Regions from separate parts of the Sus scrofa genome. Here region 1 is linked to region 2. Evidence: chromatin contacts called from public HiChIP or PLAC-seq data. All regions are on one chromosome and are shown on one strand. Each heading gives the region's core, a stretch centred on a gene start, on an enhancer-like site or on the middle of the called end of the contact. The rest is flanking DNA. Distances are from core to core; before and after follow the strand shown.

Region 1 (6,014 bases), core at 1,230-3,729, 450 kb before region 2:
TGCTATACCATGAGGCCTTCGGGGATAAAGACAGAACTGTGTTTACCACAGTGTGGGATATTAGTCACTTCTGGCTGCTCCTCTACATCCTTGGAAAGAGGCCAGTATCAATGACTCTCATGCTGTGAGACCTTTGAGAACACACACTGCCAGAGCTAATGAGGGGTAGGTTTAAAGGAGAAAAAATAATCAACTGGCACCCCAAGAAATTGTCATCACTGAAAACATGATGACGGGAGAGAAGTCGGTCTTCACAAGTATGCTTGCAGCTATTTACCAACTAAAACATTTCTCTTTTTTTGAGATTTTTATTTTTTCTATTATATTTGATTTACAATGATCTGTCAATTTCTGCTATATGGCAAAGTGATCCAGTTATACATACATTTTTTCTCACATTATCTTCCATCATATCCCATCACAAGTGATTAGATATAGTTCCCTGTGCTATACAGCAGGATCTCATTGCTTATCCACTCCAAATGCAATAGTTTGAATCTACTAACTCCAAACTCCCAGTCCATCCCACTCCCTCCCTCTCCCCCTCAGCAACTACATGTCTGTTCTCCATGTCCATGAGTTTGTTTCTTTTCTGTAGATAGGTCATTTGTTCCATATACTAGATTGGAGAATAGACTTGTGGTTGCCAGGAGGGAAGGAGAGGGACTGGGAGGGACTGGGAGCTTGGAGTAAATAGATGCAGAATGTTGCCTTTGGGATGGATTAGCAATGGGATCCTGCTGTGTAGCACTGGGAACTCTGTCTAGTCACTTATGATGGAACACGTAATGTGATAAAAAAGAATGTGTACATCTATGTGTAACTGGGTCACCATGCTGTGCAGGAGAAAAAGTACATATATATAAGGAAATAAAAAAAGATTTCAGATATAAGTGATATCATATGGTATTTATCTTTCTGACTTACTTCACTTAGTACGAGAGACTCTAGTTCCGTCCATGTTGCTGCAAGTGGCATTATTCTGGTGTTTTGTTTTTTTTTTCTATTTTATTTTCCCACTGTACAGCAAGGGGGTCAGGTTATCCTTAGATGTATACATTGCAATTACAGTTTTTATTCTGGTTTTTTAATGGTCAAGTAGTATTCCATTATGTATACGTACCACATCTTCTTAATCCATTCATCTATTGATGGACATTTAGGTTGTTTCCAAAGGCACTGAATCAAGGAGGCAAATGGTGCTGAAATACAGCTTACTCTCTGCTCAGCAAGACATGCACCCCAAATGCAGGCCTACTTCCACCCAGAGGAACTGACACCTTCTGAAAGGAACCAAGGCAGAGTGTCATTGAGTAAATTCTATTTTCCTTTAATCATCTCCCATCTATTTCTGTCCAAGTAATTTTTATTTCTTATTCCTCCAACTTCCATTCCTTCTGGCTTGTGCTCCTCTTTTCTCCTGACTTCTCTCACCAGGAAGTCCTTCCAACAGCTTGTTTAAACCACCATTATGCCTCTCCTGGCTAGTTGCTTCCTCTCTTGTCTCTATGTATTTCCCAAGTGCAATGTGCAGAATGCTCCTCCATCCTGTCTGACACGCAGTCTGCCAAAGAATGTCACCTCTCAGACTGCCATTAAGGCCTCAAGGGAACAGGTGCTGTGAAGAGAGCCAGGCACTATCACTAAGAAACCCAGTAACCATATTCAAGTCCTCACCACTGAATTATGACTTATAAAAATAACCACACAACCCACTTTCACACATAAAAGTATATAAAGCTCTTAGAAGCAAATGTAACAGAATAAATGCAATTCATCAAGAAAGACATACACCTAGCCGACCGAAAATTGAATGAGGAGGAGGGGATTTATTGGTGAAAGATTCAATAGCAACAAGTAAATGTAAAGAAATTGGAACCTTCACAAAGCAATAAAAACAGCGTAATATCAGGAGAAAAGAGAACATTGTCATGCGAAGCATGTATTTAATGGCATCAAATAGGATCAGCAAAGGAGAACCCAGAAGTCTATTTTTGCTCCCAGTTTTAACAGATCCACTGAGATCGGTCTCTGATTTGATGAACATACCTGCACTTATTTTCTCAACTCCAATGCTGACAGTATAAGCTATTTCTATAAACGTGATGTTTTTTCAGGGCTTTCCGGGTACTTGGCAACATGCAAGCGGTATCTCGTGTCTTAAAGGGAAGTGGGCTGGTGATAAATGGTGAAGGTAGAAGAGAGAGTAATTATTCCCCCACTGACTCTGATTCACCTGCCACTAGGGGCTGTGAAAGGCCCCTAGAGGTAAGGGGAAGAGGAGGATGTGAGGGTGCGAAAAGCTGAAGTAATTTACACCCACTTAGAGGTGAGTGAGAAGAACTGAAGCTGATTAAAAAGTAGCAGAGAAATTTCTCTAATTCCCTACCTCCTCAGTCACAGCACATACTATCTACTTTGGTATTTTATCTGCAGTTTCTGGCCTGCCTCCTCTTCCCAGCACAGCCGTCTGAAATAAGCCACAAGCCACAGCTGTGTTGATATACAGGCCTGACCAGACTCCCCTGCTGCTTCTTTCTTCATGGAGAACCTGCCAAGAGAACCTGGCAGGAGGGGAAAACTGCTAAGTGGGAAGATGAAAACAACTGCACCAGACTGTAATGGCAAGGATCCTAAGGATCTCCCTTAGGATGCAGGTGTCCCTTGATGCTTTCCTCAAGAAAGGACCCCCGCAGAGGAGGACCTGCAACCTCTAAGCCAGAGGTGACTCAGAGGAGGAGGAAAACATCTTCCTCATCTAATAACCTACCTGATTCAGGAACACAAGCCGACAGAATATAAACTCCAGATCAGCAGCTCTCAGGGAGCACCAGGCAGAGCCATCCTGCAGGCTCCATTTAGGTAGAGGATAACATTTCATTGACCTTGAGGAGGGTCGTATAAGCCAGAGAAAAAGAAACACACTCCATAGAGGAAAAAAACCTGGGTCAATAAGCCTGGCAGATGGAAATGAGGCAATTCTTCCGACATGGGTTTGAAATCGTAGGAAGTAAATAAACGTGGTGGGATACAGTGGAAAGATGTTCAGATGTTCCCATTATCAAATCACCTATTTAGGATGAGTGTTCCAAGTGGGAACTGATGAAGCCCTCGTTTGGGTGACCATCAATTAGTACTTGCTCCTAGGGAAATACATCTAGGGAATTTTTCATTCATTTTAAGGATCCCTGTAGGCTGACCCCATGGAGCGATGCAGCTGTAAGTTCACTAGCCAAGAAGTCAGGGTTGACTTCAATTAATAAGCAGGGCTTGGTGTTCTTTACACCTCTGTCGCCTCATCTATAAAATGAGGGGAGTGGTTAGGTCACAAACTTGACTCCTAAGTGATCTTGTTGTACGGAAGGCCAAACCCAGTTCTCAATATCAGCTCAGACACCCTCTGGGGTTTTTCTCTCCTCTGCTTCTCCTGTCTACAAACACCACGCCCAGCCCCACCACTTCCCCTTTGCTTTTGCTCTTCTCTTGAACTACAGCTTAAATCCATCCCTACTCCCTTCCAAACTCTTAGTCATTTACTATACTCTCCATACGTTATCCCCAGCTGCTCTGATACCTGACATTCTTTGCAGAATTTCTTTTCTTACAGACCATATCACTTAGCACTATATTATCTGATGCTCTCCTCAAATTATTTTCTATGACCTAGGCTTGTCATAGAGATTTAATCATCTGTTAAATTCCTTACTTCTTAAACTGCTCTATTATTTATGGTACATTAATACAGATTTGGAGTCTATTTAACTTGACACAAGTAGAAACTATGATTTGATACCAACCTCATTTTCATCCACTAGAAGAAAACTCCTGCACATTTCCTAGAACTCCAAACCTAAACTTTAGTTGTTTACATTGTGCGATTTCCTTGACTATTCTTGAATATTAGTAGTTCAAATCTTTGCATTTTTTTTTTCTTTTTATGGCCATGCCTGCAGAATATGGAAGTTTCCCGGCTAGGGGCTCAGTCAGAGCTGCAGCTGCAGGCCTATGTCACAGCAGCTATACTGGATATGAGCCACATCTATGACCTATGCTGAAGCTTGCGCCAATACAGGATTCTTAACCCACTGAGAGAGGCCAGGGATTGAACCCACATCCTCATGGACACTATGTTCAGTTCTTAATCTGCTGAGCCACCATGGAAACTCCAAATATCTGAACATTTTCAATGTGCCAGTTCTATGTTCTCAATGCCTTGTAAGCATCATCTCACTTAATTCTCACTGCTACTCAATCAAGTAGATGGTATTATTGACCCAGTTTTAAAGATGGAGAAAATGAGGCACAACGAGGTTAAACAGCTTGCCCAAACTCATAGAGTAATAAAGGGTAGAGCTGGAACTTGAACGCAGCTTGTCTAAATTCAGAGCTTGGGTTTATAACATTCATATAATACTACTATACTGCTTCAGTGTGATTTTACTGTAGTTTCCTTTACTTCCCTACAGGGAGAACAGTAGGCATAAAACAGAGTCATCCTTCTCTGAATATGAAGCTGTCTTATTATTTAGGCTAAAAACATTGAGTAACAGTGATATTTACTATTTGCTGCTCACCTTATGCCAGGCATGAATATAAGTATTTACATATGTTGTATCACTTAATCCTGATTGCCTAAAACGAATCATGTAAATATCATGTATAGTAAATACAAATATTATTCCTTTAAAAAAAAAGTAAAATAATCGAAGCTTAAACTCAATTATCAATCTAAAGCCAAAAGTTTTTAGATGGTGAAGCTGGAATTCAAACCCAGTCCCACTTGATACTAGACACTAAATTCAACCTCTAAACTATCCTGCTTTCTCCTATCATCTATTATAGTGCTTAAATGACTTAATACAAGTTTTCTTTTAGAATGGATATGAAATCAGGGGAAAATAATTAAATTTGTTCTAACCAGCAGTTCAACACTACACTTATTAAAAGGAAATGGCATTAAAGTGTAAGTTTCAAAAGTATATAGTATATAAGGAGATGGGTGCTTTGTGCAGTAAGGGGTATTGATGGAGAAACTCCATGTAGATAAAAATTAAAAAAAAAAAACACTTTTTTATTCCTAAGACTGCTATTCAAGATTATCTTTCTGTAATACAGTTTCCTAAATGAAATTTGGTCCCAAGGGATTTATATCGCAGTTAACACTAATTCAGTTACATGGTTTTGCAGTATGATTGAATCTATCTGATGGTCAAACTTAGACTTAAAATAACAAGCATAAGGAGCTCCTGTTGTGGCTCAGAAGGTTAGGAACCCAACTAGTATCCATGAGGATGCGGGTTCAAGCCCTGACCTCGGTTAAAAGGTTCCGAAATTGCCACAAGTTGTGGTGCAGTTTGCATAAGCGGCTCAGATCCCACATTGCTGTGGCTGTGGTGTAGGCTGGCAGCTGCAGCTCCTATTTGACCCCTAACCTGGGAAATTCCACATGCCACAGGTGCGGCCTTAAAAACAAACAAACAAAAAGAAACATAATCCTTGGTTAATCATTCAAGACATTAAAAAAAGTTCCAGAGATTGAGAGAAAAAGAATGAAAAAAGCCACTTAAGTACTCTAATTCCCCAGTACATCCTTCAGGGGCTGGGCCCTACTCACTTCTAGGGTGATTTCTAGGATTTTAGTGGTGCTTACTGACCTTAAAACATCTTCATAAGACTTTTAGGAGCCTCCTCAGTTTCCAAACTCTCTCTGTTTTCAAAACTCTATTTAAAAAGCTGCAGTGTCTTAAGATGCAACTGACCAAATAGTCTAGAAGGAATAGAGTTATGGAAAGCCAGAGTAATCCCAATACACCAAATCTTTTCTTATGAGACCTATTAAGCAATGGTTCAAAAAAACAATAACCAACATGGCTGCAGCACTTCCTAGAAGCCATCTGAGCACTTTGCTCTGACTTATATCATGTGTCAAAAAACTCTCTGAGTTCTCCACTTTACACATGGAGAAACCAAGACAAAGTGAAATTAATTGTCCTAGATCACAGAGCTCATAAGTA
Region 2 (6,308 bases), core at 2,604-5,103:
GTATATTTAATCTTGTTTACTATGACTTCCCTTATTTTTCAAAAGGTATATTTGTATTCCATTCAAATATATACTTCATCCTGTTTGTCATTTTTTCCCCATTTTCACAGTCAGCTAAAAGCATTTTTTGAATGTATGCTATATAATCATTCTTATGAGTACAAAGATTCCCTCCTCAGTGAATCCTAAAACAACTTCTGGAAAGGATGGAGGTGGCAGGGATCATGAATTAAAGGTAACCTGGAAAACTCATGATTTAAGACAACTAGGTTTTGACTATGGTGGCTCCCTTCACTTTTTCCTGTGTGCAGACTTCTAAATAAATGGTAAAAGTTGTATTTCAAAAGAGAAAGCAAAGGGAGTTCCTGCTGTGGCACAAGAGGATAGGCAGTATCTCTGTAGCATCAAGACACAGGTTCAATCCCTCATCCACACAGTAGGTTAAAGGATTTGGTGTTGCCACAGCTGCAGTGTAGGCAGCAAATGAGGCTCAAATCTGATTCCTGGCCCAGGAACTCTGTATGCTGCAGGGTGGCCCAAAAAGAAAAAAAGAGAAAGTGAGGAAGGAGGAGAAGCTGGAATAGGAGAAAAAGGAAAAAAAGAAGGACTCTCCTACCCGTATAAGCTTATCTGGTCCTCATTTGACCAATACTTGTAAATAAATAGACATTTTTAAGACAAGTAGGGAAATTTGAATAAGGACTGTGAATTAGATGATATGGGGATTTTTTTTTAGGTGTGATAGTGCCATGTGGTATATAAATATAACATATATGTTACATAAATATAATAGATATATATTTTAAAGTCTTTATCAATTAGAGCTGTGGACCAGAGCTGTGGTATCGTATCTAGGATTTGCTTTACAATACTCCAGAAAAGGGATAAAATCAATGAAATGTTACTAACAAAAAGATTAATGGCTGTTAAGGCTGGTGGTGAGACATAAGCATTCATTACACTTTTCTCTTAACTTTGGCATATTCTTGAAAATTGAGTACCCTTCCAAGTTATATCAACCTTTCACTGTGAATGAGCTATTTTACAACTCTGTATAAGGTATAGAAAATGGGAGAAAATGTAAATTATCCCTGCCCATAAAAGTGTAAATTGTGTCTAGCTGCATATAATCACTGCCTCACGAATAGACATTTTTTTCATCTGTTTGTAAATTCATTCCTTATTTGCCTAGATAATGTGTGGTTCTTTGAATTTTCCTTTGAACCATTGTAATATCTTACTGATTTTCTCATTAACTAATGAGTTAAATAAAATCTTGATACACATTTCATTTTATATTTGTATGAGAATCATGATTCCACTTTTTTTTTAAGTATCCTTCAATAGTATAATTACAGAGTTTTTTCAACAAAAAAAGGCTTGTCAAAATGTTTATGCCTAAGCATAAGGAGGGGAGAGCGATAAATACCCAGCTGTCCCCACCCCATCCCTATTTTCCACCATGTCCCTGATTCCATGAATCAGAGCTTAGGGTTCTTGTGTTCTCCCTAGAACTGTTTTCTAAATAGTGCAGTAGCCCCTCAGAGAAGTGGATGAAACTCCCCCTTCTGTCTTGCTTATTAGTATTCCAGATTGTGCCTCAGAGTCAGTGAAGAAGTGAGGATATGGAGGACATTTTCATAGAAATTTTCTGTAATATGTGATTTAATCTCACCTCAAAAGGATCCTCTTCTGGCTCAGAGAAAAAGGCTTTTTAACCTGAAGCCCCATGTCTTTCTCACAGGATATCTAGTGCCAGAGTTTCTTAGGCTGCCATCGTGTGGCAAACCAGAGTATGAAAGGGAAAAACTTGGACCAAGACAAGGGCAACAAGATACTGTATATAGTTTCCTTTAGCTCAGGTTCTGGAAAAGAATCTGAAAAAGAACATATATGTATACATGCACATACATATATATGTATACACATATAACTGAATCACCACTTTGCTGTACACTAGAAACTAACACATTAGTTACTTCATATACTTCAATTAAAAAAAAAAAAAAGATGAGTACAAGTTGGTGGCATGCCTGCCTGCTTCATAATGGTCACTCTAGAACATGTGCTAGATATGAGGCTATAGAGGGAGCCAAAAACCCCTCAGTCCCTTGCCCTCAAGAAGCTTGCAATCTATAAGAGAGGAGACAGATATTAATTTTCAAAATCACACAAATGCAGGTAAAATTACAACCCTTAAAAAAATGGTCTGAAGGAGCTTTACATAAGTGCTCTGGAAGTAAATAAAAGAACTTCACCAAGGCAGGAAAAGTGGAAAAAGTTTCCCTGAGGATGAGATGATTAAACTGAGGCTCGAGTTCCCATCACGGCCCAGTGGGTTAAGAACCCAATTAGTATCCATGAGGATGTAGCTTCAATTGCTGGCCTCGCTCAGTGGGTTTAGGATCCAGCATTGCCACAAGCTGCAGTGTAGTTCACAGATGTAGCTTGTATCCAGTGTTGCTGTGGCTGTGGCACAGGTGCAGCTCTGATTTGACTCCTGGCCTGGGAATTTCCATACACCACAGGTGTGGCCTTAAAAAATAAAATAAAAAAAACTTGAGGCTTGAAAATAAGGATTTACTGGGTGAAAAAGTGAGGGAAGATGATTTCAGATAAAGGAAAGAGTGCCTGTAAAAACTCTGCAGCAGGAGGAAAGCAAGGGGTACTCTGGTCCAAGATAAGACCAGGGAGGTAAAGAGGGGCCAGCTTAGGCAGGGCCTCAGAAACCATGCATATCAGAGGGTTTTCTTGATTCTCTAAGCAGAGTCAAATCATAAAATGATTTTAAACAAAGAAGCATGACAAAATCAGAGTTACATTTCACAAATATTGCACTAGATATTAGTCTGGGTCCAATCCAGAGACAGAAATTTTACAGCAATTTGAACAGGGAAAGTTTACTATCAAGAATTACTAAAGGGAGTTCCCATTGTGGTGCAGTGGGAAACGAATCCGACTAGTAACCATGAGGTTGCAGGTTTGATCCCTGGCCTCACTCAATCGGTTAAGGATCCGGCACTGCCATAAGCTGTGATGTAGGTCGCAGACATGGCTTGGATCCTGCATTGCTGTGGCTGTGGTGTAGGCTGGCAGCTGTAGCTCCAATTTACCCCAGCCTGGGAACCTCCACATGCCACCCTAAAAAGCAAAATAAATAAATAAATAAATAACGGTTTAACAGGAAGTTGAAGTAACGAGAGACTGGCCTGTAACACATAAACAGAATTCTAAAAAATTCTACAATGATCAGCCACTCCCCAGACCTCGTTGGAGAGGAAACCTCAGTGGGGCCTAGATGGCAGAGAAGCTGCGGAGCTGCATAGGGACCAGAGGAAGCTGTTCAAAGGTCAGGAACTCTCTGGAGGCACTCCCCTATGAAACTGCCCAAAGAGGACACCAGGAGAAGTTTCTGGCTGTTGGGTGCTGTGGGCCAGTGCACTACACTCAGGAACCTGGGGCCAGAGCAGCAATGCACACAGCAGCAACGTGCAGAGGTCAGGACTCTCCAACTGAGGAAAACTTCCTCCTCCTCCAGTGTCTCTCCAGTGCCCTCTACCGACCGCTTAGCATCCTGCCAGCCAACAAAGGAAAAATAGCAGAAGGACACAGCAAAGCAGGCAATGCACAGGGGACTTGAAGCTGAGAGGCCATAAATTGATAACCAGCACACACTGGCCTCCATGTGGTGAGCCTTCTAGAAGAGGAGCAAACAAACCAGTTAGGAGGTACTTAAGTAGTCCAGGAGAAAGAAGAGAAAGTGATAATAACCTACAAGGTGCTGGACAAAATACACTTGGGAGTCCTGCATGGGCTAACAGGAAAGATACCAAATAGCCTGGTTTAGGCCCCTGTGCGCACTGGGCTTGCAGAAGAGAGGCCTCAGAAGGTGTGGCTAAGAGAGCGAAGAGGCTCAGCTGTCACGGGTCCCAGCAGGACGAGAGACTGGCAGCATCAGCCATACTGAACTAATTCTTTGTAAACAAAGGCATAGGAGTAGTATTGTTCCCAAGAGACAGACTTGCCAGGCTTACACAAACACATCAAGTACGATCAAAGCTGCACCCAATCCATGCAAATACTACCACAGCTGGACTTGCAAGAACAGGCCTTGGGGTCTCAAAAGTTACTAAGGGAGTTCCCGTCGTGGCGCAGTGGTTAACGAATCCGACTAGGAACCATGAGGTTGCGGGTTCCATCCCTGGCCTTGCTCAGTGGGTTAAGGATCCAGCGTTGGCCTGAGCTGTGGTGTAGGTCACAGACACGGCTCAAATCTAGTGTTGCTGTGGCTCTGGCGTAGGCCGGTGGCTACAGCTCCGATTAGACCCCTAGCCTGGGAACCTCCATATGCTGCAGGAGCGGCCCAACAAATGGCAAAAGACAAAAAAAAAAAAAAAAAAGTTACTAAGGTAAAGTGAGCATGACTTGTGACAAACCATCACTCTCATTTTTAAAAAGCTTTTAAATGAATCATTGTTTTTCTTCTTTTTTTTTTTCTTTTTTTAACAGCCAGCAAGCCTGGCTTTCTGGTCCTTCACAAAGACCTTCAACTTACCCACTGTCTCAAGATCATCAGCGGGAAAGGGTCCAGATGCAGAAGGTAAAGGGTCACAGCTTATCTGTAAAGAGTCAGCCCCCTCATTTTTCCAAAACATTAGCATCACCAAGTAGTGGAATTTTAGTACCAACTGAGAAGCCAGGGTTGAAGTAACTAAAATCTATTAAACATAAAAATAAACAACAGTATTTAACTGCTCCCTCTGGGCAGCAGGACTGAGGATAGGGAGGGGATGGGGCAGTGATTTTTAAGTGAACACTTCTGTGTGGTTTGATCATTTTTAACCAGGTCTGAAAGGAAAGGAAAGATGTCAAATGGATAAAAGAAAGTTGTTAGATCATTATGACAATGGACTGGAATTATAATTACTCAAAGAAAGCTACTCTTGGGTCTGAAAGTGATTCAAGGACTTATTATCTAAGAGTGGCTAAGTTATAGGTTATGCCTGAAATTGTCAACGGGGAAAGCACATTTCCCCTCTCTTGGCACCCCTTTGATTTCAGCTCTCTCAATACAACAGCAATACAATGCATTCTCAATACAATGGCACTTATAAAAAGAGCACTGAGAAAGAATTACTTAGTATTGATCTCTGCTTGTTTAGCAGAACTAGGATTTAGACAAGTCTGAATCTAGGAATAGCCTTGTTTCCTGAGATAGAGTTAAGCAAGCTCTTTTATTTCCATAAAGTTTTTGGAGTTCCCATTGTGGCTTAGTGGTAATGAACCCAACCAGTATCCATGAGGACACAGGTTTGATCCTTGGTCCCGCTCAGTGGGTTAAGGATCCAGCATTGCCCCATGAGCTCAGATTTGGCATTGCTATGGCTGTGGAGTAGCCCAGCAGCTGAAGCTCCAATTCTCCTCCTAGCCTGGGAATTTCCATATGCTGCAGGTGTGAACCTAAAAAGAAAAAAAAAAAAAGTATTTATTCACTTCTTGTAGTTCGATTTTGATAATGCTGCAACACTACTCCAAACCTCTTCCTATTTTGGAGGTGTGAGTCAGTTGTGAAAAAACCATCCTGGTGGATTTGCAAAGAAGGACCTGGCTTAAAGCTTAAATCCATCATCCTGCCCATAAAGAAGATATAAAAGGGTCAGAGTAAAGTTTGGAAGGGGTTGGATGATTTCTTTAGAGAGTCCTGCTAACCCTCCAACCAGAGATGGTAGGTGTGAGAGGCCTACCTCTCTAACTTCAAGCTTAACAAGGGGCCTCCAAAAAAGCACCCTAAGAGCTTACAGTTCAGTTGTCCCAATGGATCGCTGACTTCCACCTGGGAAATGTGGAGAACAGCAGAGTCTTCCTCACTAGCTGATTCTTTTTCTTGCAGTCTTTCAGAGGTTCTTCCTGCAGTGCCTTTCCTCCAGCAAGCCCCCGATTACAAACCCCCTGGCAACCTCCCCTCCTAACAGTTCAGCTCTAGGCTCTCTGCTGAGGTCTCCTCACCTCTGAGAAAGACCCTTAAGGAAAGTTCTTTTCCAAGAGCTAACCACCATGCCAGCTCCCTACCGCAGACCCACTTGGCACAGAGGAAATTCCTCTCATTATGTGAGAAAAACTCTTCTCTCATTATAACTACAATTTGTTCATAACCTTATTCAACCCAGGGAAGGAAACTGCATTTGTCCCACTTGCAAGGCCTTTAATTAACATCTTGGCCACCAGCTATAAATAACAATTCAAAGACAGGATATCGGTACTTCCACTACAAAGAGACCAAAACACACACACACACACACACACACACA

The links. HiChIP or PLAC-seq counts read pairs in DNA pulled down with a chosen protein or histone mark.
Region 1: an H3K27ac HiChIP or PLAC-seq map of skeletal muscle shows a contact between it and region 2, with 4 times the contacts expected there. The contact joins two enhancer-like sites. A contact is called at or near these places in 2 of 47 Hi-C or Micro-C datasets (embryonic fibroblasts and skeletal muscle) and 1 of 2 datasets of contacts at active chromatin or transcription factors (skeletal muscle).

The regions. Positions count from the first base shown.
Region 1 is chr1:242,777,991-242,784,004 of Sscrofa11.1, reverse strand. The region is part of intron 1 of PLPPR1 (phospholipid phosphatase-related protein type 1); the gene reads right to left. Among named protein-coding and RNA genes, the nearest start is that of PLPPR1, 98 kb to the right of the region's middle. Within about 2 kb of position 2,479, at least 1 of the 83 cell types and tissues checked has an H3K27ac peak or open chromatin away from gene starts, as enhancers often do. A contact at or near this core is called in skeletal muscle, where this site is marked.
Region 2 is chr1:242,330,211-242,336,518 of Sscrofa11.1, reverse strand. No RefSeq gene overlaps it. Among named protein-coding and RNA genes, the nearest start is that of CAVIN4, 23 kb to the right of the region's middle. Within about 2 kb of position 3,853, at least 10 of the 83 cell types and tissues checked have an H3K27ac peak or open chromatin away from gene starts, as enhancers often do. A contact at or near this core is called in skeletal muscle, where this site is marked.